Linked DNA regions of Sus scrofa: region 2 is linked to region 1. Evidence: chromatin contacts called from public HiChIP or PLAC-seq data. All regions are on one chromosome and are shown on one strand. The core of a region is the stretch at or near the end of the contact, and the rest is flanking DNA. Distances in the headings are between cores, read along the strand shown. Region 1 overlaps AGBL1 (cytosolic carboxypeptidase 4). Region 2 has its middle 150 kb from the start of AGBL1.

Region 1 (4,897 bases), core at 1,486-3,985:
AAATCCTTTGCTATTTCAAACCAAAAGCTGCCTTTTTAGTGAATTCCTCCTTGCCAATTACTGGGTAGACCAAGATTCTCCTTCTTCAAAGATCCTGCCATTATGGTATTTATCTTACGGTTTATACGTCAGTGTATTTATGGATCTGTTAGATCCTAGGGAAGCAAGAACTACATAGCTTCATCTAAAAGCTCACACATCTAGGCTGATAATAAATGTCCAAATACACTTAATGAATGGATAAGTGATTAAAAGAGTGCAATTCAGACAAACTAAAACAATAGCATTCATTCACTCAGCTGGCATCTATTAAATACTTACTATGTACCACCTGAAATAAATTCAAACTTTATTTATAATGATTCACTTATTTTAAATGGCAGACCATTGTTTTCTAGTCATTTTCCTCATTGGTTCTTTTGCACATAATCAATTATCACATGCTATCTAATATTAAAACTGCCCTATAATTGAACTTAGAAAGCCTCCAATCTGTTTCCACCCTGCAATCTCTGTCTAAATTCTTTAAGGAAGCTGGCTCTAGATGGCTATCCATCTGCTTAATGGCTTCCCTTTGACCCTTTCCTTTCCAACAAATTGAGTTGGCTTGTCTCTGCTAAATAAGTATATTCCCATCACAGAAGATACTCACAGCCCCATAGGAAAAGCAGAGTGTATCTCCTTCATGCACAAGCTTTATAATTCGTGATATCTGAGGGAGAATCAACCCTTGAAGAATTTGGTGATGACCTATTAGAAACATCTCTTCCTTCACAGCAAGGGGGAAGGTCATAAAAGTCTTTCTAATAAGGGTCTTTCTGTACCTACCTCTGGTTCTTCAAATCCCCTCACCCACATACTTGCGGGCAGTTACAGTACTGTGAGGAGGGCATGATTTACAGGAAGACACAAACGTCTTTGCAAAAGCTCTTTACTGAGTCAGGCTGTGCTAGAAGATTAACTTCTACATGCCCCACTTCCGGGAAAGTGAAAGTGAAAGCCTGCCTCCAGTCTACGAAGGGAAAATGAAGGCAGATCCATGAAGAGATATGGGCAGAACAGGCCTCAGCAGATGAAGATGGGAATGGAGTTTCTGTGGAGAACCCTCCCCAGGGCAAAGGGGGCAGATCAGCCCGTCCCAGGGTGTGCAGGCCCAGGAAGTTTCCTTGTTTTGTTTTGGAGCCTCTTCCTATTCAAACAATTCAATGCACACAACATCAGCATGTCAACAACATTCCGTCTGCCCCATCTTATGGCATGCAAAGAACAAAATACTGCTCCAGATAGGAGTGATGATCTTGCCAGATATTCCCTTCTGAGTGAAGGACTGACTATGGAATCTAAGGACAACCCCATACACATGGGTTCCAGAGCTTCTCCTCCTCAAGGTATCCAGTCCACCTCCCTAAGATGTCAGGTCATCAGAGAGTACTCCAGAGGAAGATAAACAGACTAGGAACCCTGCAGATGGCACTGCCAATGCAAGCCCAGCTCAGATCCAGAAGAGTATGTAACACATGTCCAGGAAGGATCTCCAAAGTCCTGGGCCTCCTAAGTCCTTGGGGCCCACAACAGTGGTCGTTCTGGCACAACTCCAAGGGCATTTCTGGACAAAGGCATGATGAGGATGTTTCCACAGAACAGGAAGTCAGTGTATTTCACACCCCCAACACCAGTCAGAAGGTTCCTCCCACACTGCATTGTTGTTGCCATAGACTGTCACCAACCTGAAGACATGTCTGCCTTCTATTCTTTTCAAACACCCATGACTAGCACCAAGACAGATGCTTAGAATGTTGTCAACTAAATGTTAAAAGTCCTAGTTCAGGGCAAGTTTGATTTTCATTTTACAATAGAGCATCTTAGAGAAATGAATAGTGTCTTAAAATTAAGCTAGAAGGCTTTGTTCAACCCTTCTGGGTTTCAGTCACCACATCTTAAAATGAAGGATCTGGACCAGCAGATCCTTAAAGACTTTCCAAATTTAGATGCTATGACTTGAATATCCAAGACTGGCCCTAATCAGGGAGAGATCACTGGCTTCCCAAAAAGATGAGAAGGATTTAAACCAACAAACCTAGTCGCCAAGATTTAATACATGTAGGAAACTATTCATTCTACCATCAGCTACAGGCTTGGAGTCAGATGGCAGACGCACTAATCACTCTGTCAGTGAGTTGTGTCTGCCTTGTACACTCCCAATAGAAGCACTTGTGGGGAGGGGGTGGAATTTTTTTGTTCCTGTTCCAAGGTATTTGAGGCATACAACTTCTGAAACACCAGTGTGAGCCCATGCTCTGAAGACCACAGAGTCTAATTATATTAAACAACAAAAGTCACAAAGTCATTAATTGGGGGGAGGGTAAGGGGAAATGAATGCCCAGGGAGAAGTTCAGTATCTATTTTGAGAAATAGGAAAATTTGCTTCTTTGTCTCAGTGATAAAGTAGCTGAGTCACCCTATTGCTCATGGTCTCAGGGAATCCATTAGCTTTGGTTTAGTCTCCACTCATCTATCAGCTGCTATGATCAGATAAAGTGGAATGGTATGATGGTTGGAGAAAGCCCAGAAGGTCTGGCTCTGAAAAAATTTAGGAATTTTAAGGGAAGGAAAGGAGGAGCAGGACATTTTTTAGAGCTCATAAGTTGAAGATGAAATCACTGTAAAGAGCTGCCAATGAAGCAATGCCTAGTAATCCTGCACTCAGGCAAAGCTCAGATGCCAGACATGCCCTGAGATCTGGGCTTTGAAGGGAGAAGATCACTTCAAACTATTCTAAGCACAGACACAAGAGACTAAGCTAAAGAATTTGCTTATGAGGCTTGCTAAAGACCCAACACATCCATCTTCTCCTCTTGCCAAAGTGTCTGAGCCCAGGTGAAGCACAAACGCCATGGCCCCATGGCCCCCAAAGCTCCTAACCCTGCAGAGTATAAATCACAGCAGGAAAAATCTGCTGCAAGACCAAGAGGACATTCACAGGGTTGGATATGGGAGATACTATTGTGTGTGAGGATTAGATCAGCAGGGTCCTGAATAGCACATTTCCTGGCCTCCTGTCTTCTTGGGAGATCTTCAGCGAAATTGCAAGTAAGGATGAAGGAACTGTCTCAGCCCGTGGATGAGCTTTCGGATTCCATTTCTCGAGGATGGTGCAATGATCAGGGAATACAATAGAGCATGAGGACCAAAGTCTGTTAGGAAGACTCAGCCTATTCCTGACTGACTCTGATGTCTGCGAGGCAAAAGAACAGAGTTTAAAATACTGGGAGATAAACCAATGATAACAGCTGATAATTCAGCTTCAGGAGTTAGGTTAACAATTACCATGTGAAAATATGGCCATGCTTTGGAAACAGTCACGTGGACAGACAGTGGAAACTGTCATTATTTTTACCCAAAACCTTTAGGTCCACCCTAGAAATGAGGAGACAGAGGTACAGAAGGTGTGGGGGCATGGAACAAACATGAGCTCCTCTAGGGTCGCAAGATGAGTCAGTGACAGACAAGCAATCCATCTTTGCCTCAATAAATTTTCCTACTTAGTGAATTTGGAAAGCTGAAAGACAGCTTTGGTAGACATAAACAAATTTGTTCACAGTAGAACGATCTAGCAAGAGCTATCTGACCCTGGCCCTGTGTCATTTCTCCCTCCCCCATTCTATAAAAAGCTTCCCCATAAATTCTAAAGCCCCATAAATTGTAGCTGAAGGGATTATCAAACCCAATACTAGAAGCATAGCTCTATCTCAAATAGTAAGCAAAGTCTGAACGTGAATGCTGTCCTTACATCCCCTCAAAGTCAGATCCTTCTCTTCTGCTAATTTCGGTCAAGTTCTCCTGCTTCCCTGCCCCAGTGAGTGAGCCTCTGTTCTTCCTGTTCATGCTGATGGTTGTGGCCTCTCATTCTCTTAGCATGAGTTCTCTTCCATAAGGCCCCTCAGTCCCTCTCACAACAGAGATCTTGGCAGGCCCGCTGCATCATTTCCCAGACAGGTTTAGACATGATAGAACCTCTAATGTGGAATCAACTGGGGACCAAAGAAGAGTAAGATAATAAATAGAACATGCCTATTATAGCACACTCTCAGTAATTGTTTATTCATCGTTATTCACAAAGTATATATTTTTTAATTTAAGAATTTCTTTTGAATTGAATTAAGAGCCCACCATGGTCCAGGCACTTGGATAGAGCCAATGAAGAAAAGCAGGATAAACACAATTTGATTTCTACCTTTAGGAGGTTTAGAATTTAGAGGGGAGAGAAGACACATAGGCCAACATAGGACAGAATCAAATCTGATCTATGTTAGAGGAAAATATGAGCAAAGTGCTAGAGGAGGGGAAATGCCTTCTATCTACTTAGGTGGAGCATGTACCATAAAGTGGGGCTTGAAGGACAGGGGGAGCCTCTACCATTCAATAAGGCATAGATGCCCTTCCAGAATGAGGGAAGCACATGAAGAAATATATGGAACAGGATAGGGCATCCCTTGTGCACAGAGAGCTGGCTCAAGAGAGAGGTGAGAGAAGGAGTAAAAGGCAAGGATGGAGATGGAGATTGCTTTGAAATCAGGGAGGACCAGTTGGAGGGTTATAGGAGCTATTTGGGTTCAACAAAAACTGCTCAGGCAAAAGCAATGGTTATAGGGGAACAGATACAAGTCAACACCCATCTATGGGAGTAAAATGGTGCCAGCCTGGTGGGTGTTTAGGAAGTGAGGAAGACCTGGAAGAGCTACCTCCCCTGGAGTGAGGGCTGACCCAAGGCCACAGAGGATGAGTGAAATTGCCCCCTCCTGCCCCTTCCCTCCAGAAGGTGTGTGGTATGTGCCTCTGTCATAAATCTCACCCTGAGTACTCTCTGGAGACAGGGTTTTATTGGAGGACAGCTGCA
Region 2 (4,897 bases), core at 939-3,438, 240 kb after region 1:
ATTGGGCTGAATATCGAACATATGACTCACAGGATTGTCCTCATGTCTGTTGTACCTTGTAAGGAATAGCAACATAGTGTAACTGTTGGGCATAAGTGTAATATATGGGCTAGCTCTCTGACGTGACACTGTCACCTTGTCAGCAGCTGATATCAGAATCCTGATGGGGGCATTCACATTCGGGAGCTGAGCCTGAGGGAGTGGCCCCTTCAAAAATGCCAGGCCTATTCCCTTAAGTGATCAGAAATATTCAGAACCTTTGATTCATCAGAACTGATTCATCCCTACAGAAGTGCCTGTCAGGTAAGTCCTGGATTTCTGTTCTTTACCAACCCTGACTCTCCAGCCTTCTCTGTGCACCTGTCAACTCCAAAAAACCATATAAATTAGCCAGACTCAGTCTCTGTTGCTTACAAACAAATGCCTGCTTCCTTTGGGCCCTAAATTAGAACTAAATAAACGGGTTGCAGCTCTAGCTCAGATTCTGTCCCTGGCTAGAGAACTCCATATGCTTCAGGGTGGCCAACAAAAAGGAGGGGGAGAACTAAATAAACATCAGGCTATGAATGAATGTGACAGTCACCTTCAGGATATACCATAATCTCAAGGGCATGAAACATTTAAGTTTCTAGAACATCCTTCTTTTGATCAAGAACCATTGAATGAGATTTTGAAATCAAATTTATGGTTATCAAAGGGGAAATGTGGAGGGAAGGATAAATTAGGCATTTGGGATTGGCAGATACATACTACTATATATAAAATAGATAACTAACAAGGACCTACTGTATAGCAAGGGGAAATCTACTCACTATTCTGTAGTAACCTATATGGGAAAAGAATCTGAAAAAGAATGTATAAATGCATGTGTAACTGATTCACTTTGCTGTACACCCAAAATTAATATAACACTGAAAGTCAACTATACTCTGATAAAATTAAAGAAAGAGAACCATTGAATGAGCACCCACTGTGTCTTCAGCATTCCTTGTCAAGCATCTCCAGAGAAAGAGACAGTAAAAAAAAACATTTTGTCCTGTACTCCTTGCCCTGTTCTTAAACATTTTCTCTGAGTTATAGGGCCCACAGGAGCTGCTGGCATAGGTTATGTTTCAGCCAGTTTTCCTGCAATTTAGTTTTAAATAATTCGCTAAAATATGCTAAGTAAGGCAACATGCTGCTTTGATTGTTGTTATCCTCTTGTTCCAAGATTTTGGAACCTGTTTTCTTGTAGTCTGAGTTGAGCAAACACAGACCACCTAAGGGGTTAGTGTGGGAAGTACAGAATTGGAGTGTTTTTAGAGGGGAAAAAGTAATACACTTTTGAGCCTTTCTGTCTGACTAAATGGACTACAGTGAAAAGGTACAGATTTTTCCCATTTTTAGTGACTGTCATAATATGAGCATCTGTTTCTTGAGAGCACACTCACTCTGTAGCTGCTCTTTTTATTTGTTGTTTTATTTCATCCTCACTGGTAAAGAGGCAGCTCAGAGTGGCTGAGATGTGCCCAGTGCCTCCCAGATGTGGAGGGAGACAAGCAGGGATTGAAATTTAGATCCTTCTAATTACAAAGCCCAGAGCTTTCCCAGCCCCGCTTGATAATCCTTCTAAAAACAAGTGACTTTTTAAGATATGTGTTTCCTCAAAATTAGTTTTATCCATTCCTCTCTTCTTATAAATGAGAACAGTGGGGCCAGGGGGGTTCTTGACTGGTGCCATAATAAGGACTAGAACTCGGGACTCCTGAATTCCAAATCATTTTCTTTCCCACTACCTCGCCCCACAGGAAACCTCCCCTAAGTCCATCATGGTGCTGATTCGGCTGACAGCCTACATAATTCCAACCCTGAAAATAGCAAATTTCATTGTGTGCACTGACTCCCATTCCTCTTTCCTTCTTCCTCCTGTGTCTTTGAAGCCTCTCCTTATTTGAACCCCTTCCCGGTTCCTCCTACCCTTTGGCCAGAGCAGCTGCCAGCCTGGCTGCCCCAAGCCCATTTTGGAGCATAGAGTCATTCCAGTGTGGCCAGGGACAACTGCAAAGCCAGGAGAGGAGTCTAGTGGGGCTGGTTTCAAGGGCAAAGGAACAGCTGGTATTCAAGGCAATCACTGCCAGCCTGGGAAGGGCAGAGAAGGCCCTGGGGACCGAGAGGGCACAGGCGTCTGACCGCAGCCCTGCAGCAGCCAACAAGGCTGGAGCCCAATGAGGCTTAACTGTCCCTCTAGCCGTGTGGCTCTAGGTGCCCCCACAGCTGACTGGGCAGCTCGGCTCCAGGCTGGGACGTGGGGTGATGACGGCTGAGCAGAGAATAAGGGTATTTCTTCCTCGGCAGAGAGGAACCCTTGACCTCCAGCCAGCCAGAGGCTAAAGGCAGCACAACGTAGGGCAGTGCTACTCAAAGAGGTCCTTACTGGAACAGCATCGGCATCACCCAGGGGGTTTGCCACTATGCAGATTCTCAGGCCCCACCCCACACCTCCTGAATCAGAACCTGTATTCTAACAAGATCCATAGATGATTCCCACGCACCTTAAATTTGAGACACTCTGGTCGAGGACAGCAGTTCTCAAAGGGGGGTTCCCAGGCCAGTAGCTGAGAACTAGTGAGAAATGCAGGTTTCCAGGCCCCATTCTCAGACTGAGGGAAGAGCTCAGCAAGCCATCTGCAGGAGCCCACCAAGAGGCTTGAGGCACATTCAAGTGTGAGCAGCGCTGATTCAGAGTCTAGCTTACACATCTCGAACCAGCCCAGTGGGAGGAATCTCAAGGAAGTGGTCCTGATCGCAGCTGGAAGAAAGAGAACATTGGTTCTGGTCAGCTGCAGAGGGAAAGGAGCTCTGTCAGCAATTCTGCTCTCCTTTGCAGTCCCTACAACAGCATCGCAAATGATGTCCCCAATTTGGTCCCTCCACATCCTCCCCACCCACACCAGCTGGTTTCCACACAGGGTAGGAGGAGTCAGGGAGCCAGTCATGAAGATCGTGAATACACAGGAGAAAGTTTAAAGATAGAGGAGTCACCTTGGCCATCATTCTCACTGAGCGTCACCTCAAGAACCAGACCTCTGGGCATTCTCACTATGAAAAAAGCTGGGATAGAGAACAAATAGGGATGGCTACCGGATGTGGGACATATGGAAAAATAAGCCAGGTCAAAGGCCAGTTTGCAAAGGGAATGAAATCTGGGCTCTCTAATGAAATGCCTTCATTTTGTCTGGTTATAATCTCCTGAGATGAAAATCTGTATAAATAGCCAGATTTGGGATCTTATTTCCAGAATAAATTTCACTTGGTTCACTCCTTCACCTGAACATGGTGAAAAGGTTTTATTTACCAACTATATCCATGCAGCTTTTCTTTGGTCGTCCACCTGGGGTCTGTGCTTTAGGACCCAGGCCGCCCCAAATGGAAATCTCTCCAAGTTCAGGTGCTCCACCATATGGGTTAAATTGCTGTGGGTGTGGCCCCATTTTAGCCCCTGAACTGTAGGGCATCATTTACATTTTGCTGATAAAGGCCTGGGAGCAGCCGAAGGAACCACCCAAAGGGCTGGGAAGATGCTAGTTAAGAATATCCTTTGGGCACCTGCAGTGAGAAATCATTATTTTTCCTGTGTTTAAGCCCAAATCTAACTCCAGGGGAAATCTGGGGAGTAGAATATTGAAAAACATAAATGAGTTGAAGACAAAGTCACAGCTCTTCATCCAGATGATGATGGGGCGATGCTGTGGTTGTTTCAATGATGGAAGGAAGAAAAACACTTCCCAGGCTAACTGGTAAGAAGGACATGGGTTCTGTAAGTGGAAGCAAACATGGGCCCGGTTTGGATTCAGAAAGACTCAGATTTGAATCCCAACTCCTGTTTGTTTCCAGGTTATTAGCTAGCCCCATGTATGTAATCTCAGCTTCCTCATCTGCGAAATGGGAATCCAGGTGCCCACCCCATAGATTAGTGAGAGGAATAAAATGCAGTAATTGACATGAAAGTGTCAGCTATCTGGTCTGTGCGCAGACCTCCTTCCCCTCCCTCATTCCAGTGAACCAGCTCCAAGAAGGCAGCACCCTGGGAATGAAATAAAACCACATTATTTAAATAAAGCACATCACCAATGAACTCTGACAAAGATTTGAGGACTTGCAAATAATCCTATAGGAACTATCCAGGGTGAAAGAGAAATCACTGAGAAACCAATTTCCTCCTCAGGTTCCGAGGGACTGTTACAAGCAGCGGTGAGGAATGAGTACATAAAGATGACGGACGTTACCACTGCCCCGTTCACCCACCAACATTTTCAAAGTCGCTCAGAAATATTTCCAAAACCGCATTTCATTCTTCTCCCAAGAAACAAGCGTTTTGCTCATCTGTGGGCTGATGTCTCCACCATCCTCCCCATGAGAAACATAGCATCCACAGAGCTGCCTCAGAGACCTCGTAGGGAGCTACATCCACAGGGATTAGAGAGGGTCAGGAGAGGCAGATCACATTGATGCCTGGGATATCGGCAGGGTGTCAGAGGCAACGGTTCAAAATCTGGCCAATGGCTAGGGGCACATGTGAGACATCCCCAAACAAGGCACCCCCAAGGAACCTCCATCCCCTGACGTCTGGGTGCTTCTCCCTGATGGGGCTGAGCTGAGATTTCAGCCTTCAGTGTTGTCACATGGACCATTGGCTTTTCTGTGGGCATCTACGCTGAGAGCAGCCTGCTCGTGGCCCCATGGAGGCAAAGAAACAACTTTGCTGACAAGAACAACACAACGTCTGCATCTGGCAAAACGGAGACTCCCACGGGGCACTTCCCAGAGCTCTTCCATGACTCAGAGGGGAGACTGTCCCCTCCTGAGTCACTAATGCTGCCCCGGCCAGCAGCAGGCCCTGCTTCTCTCCAAAATCTCC

The links. HiChIP or PLAC-seq counts read pairs in DNA pulled down with a chosen protein or histone mark.
Region 2: a contact with region 1 is called in an H3K27ac HiChIP or PLAC-seq map of skeletal muscle. The contact joins two enhancer-like sites. A contact is called at or near these places in 1 of 47 Hi-C or Micro-C datasets (epiblast stem cells) and 1 of 2 datasets of contacts at active chromatin or transcription factors (skeletal muscle).

The regions. Positions count from the first base shown.
Region 1 is chr1:193,439,391-193,444,287 of Sscrofa11.1, forward strand. The region is part of intron 5 of AGBL1 (cytosolic carboxypeptidase 4); the gene reads right to left. Among named protein-coding and RNA genes, the nearest start is that of AGBL1, 93 kb to the right of the region's middle. Within about 2 kb of position 2,736, at least 5 of the 83 cell types and tissues checked have an H3K27ac peak or open chromatin away from gene starts, as enhancers often do. A contact at or near this core is called in skeletal muscle, where this site is marked.
Region 2 is chr1:193,677,198-193,682,094 of Sscrofa11.1, forward strand. No RefSeq gene overlaps it. Among named protein-coding and RNA genes, the nearest start is that of AGBL1, 150 kb to the left of the region's middle. Within about 2 kb of position 2,189, at least 1 of the 83 cell types and tissues checked has an H3K27ac peak or open chromatin away from gene starts, as enhancers often do. A contact at or near this core is called in skeletal muscle, where this site is marked.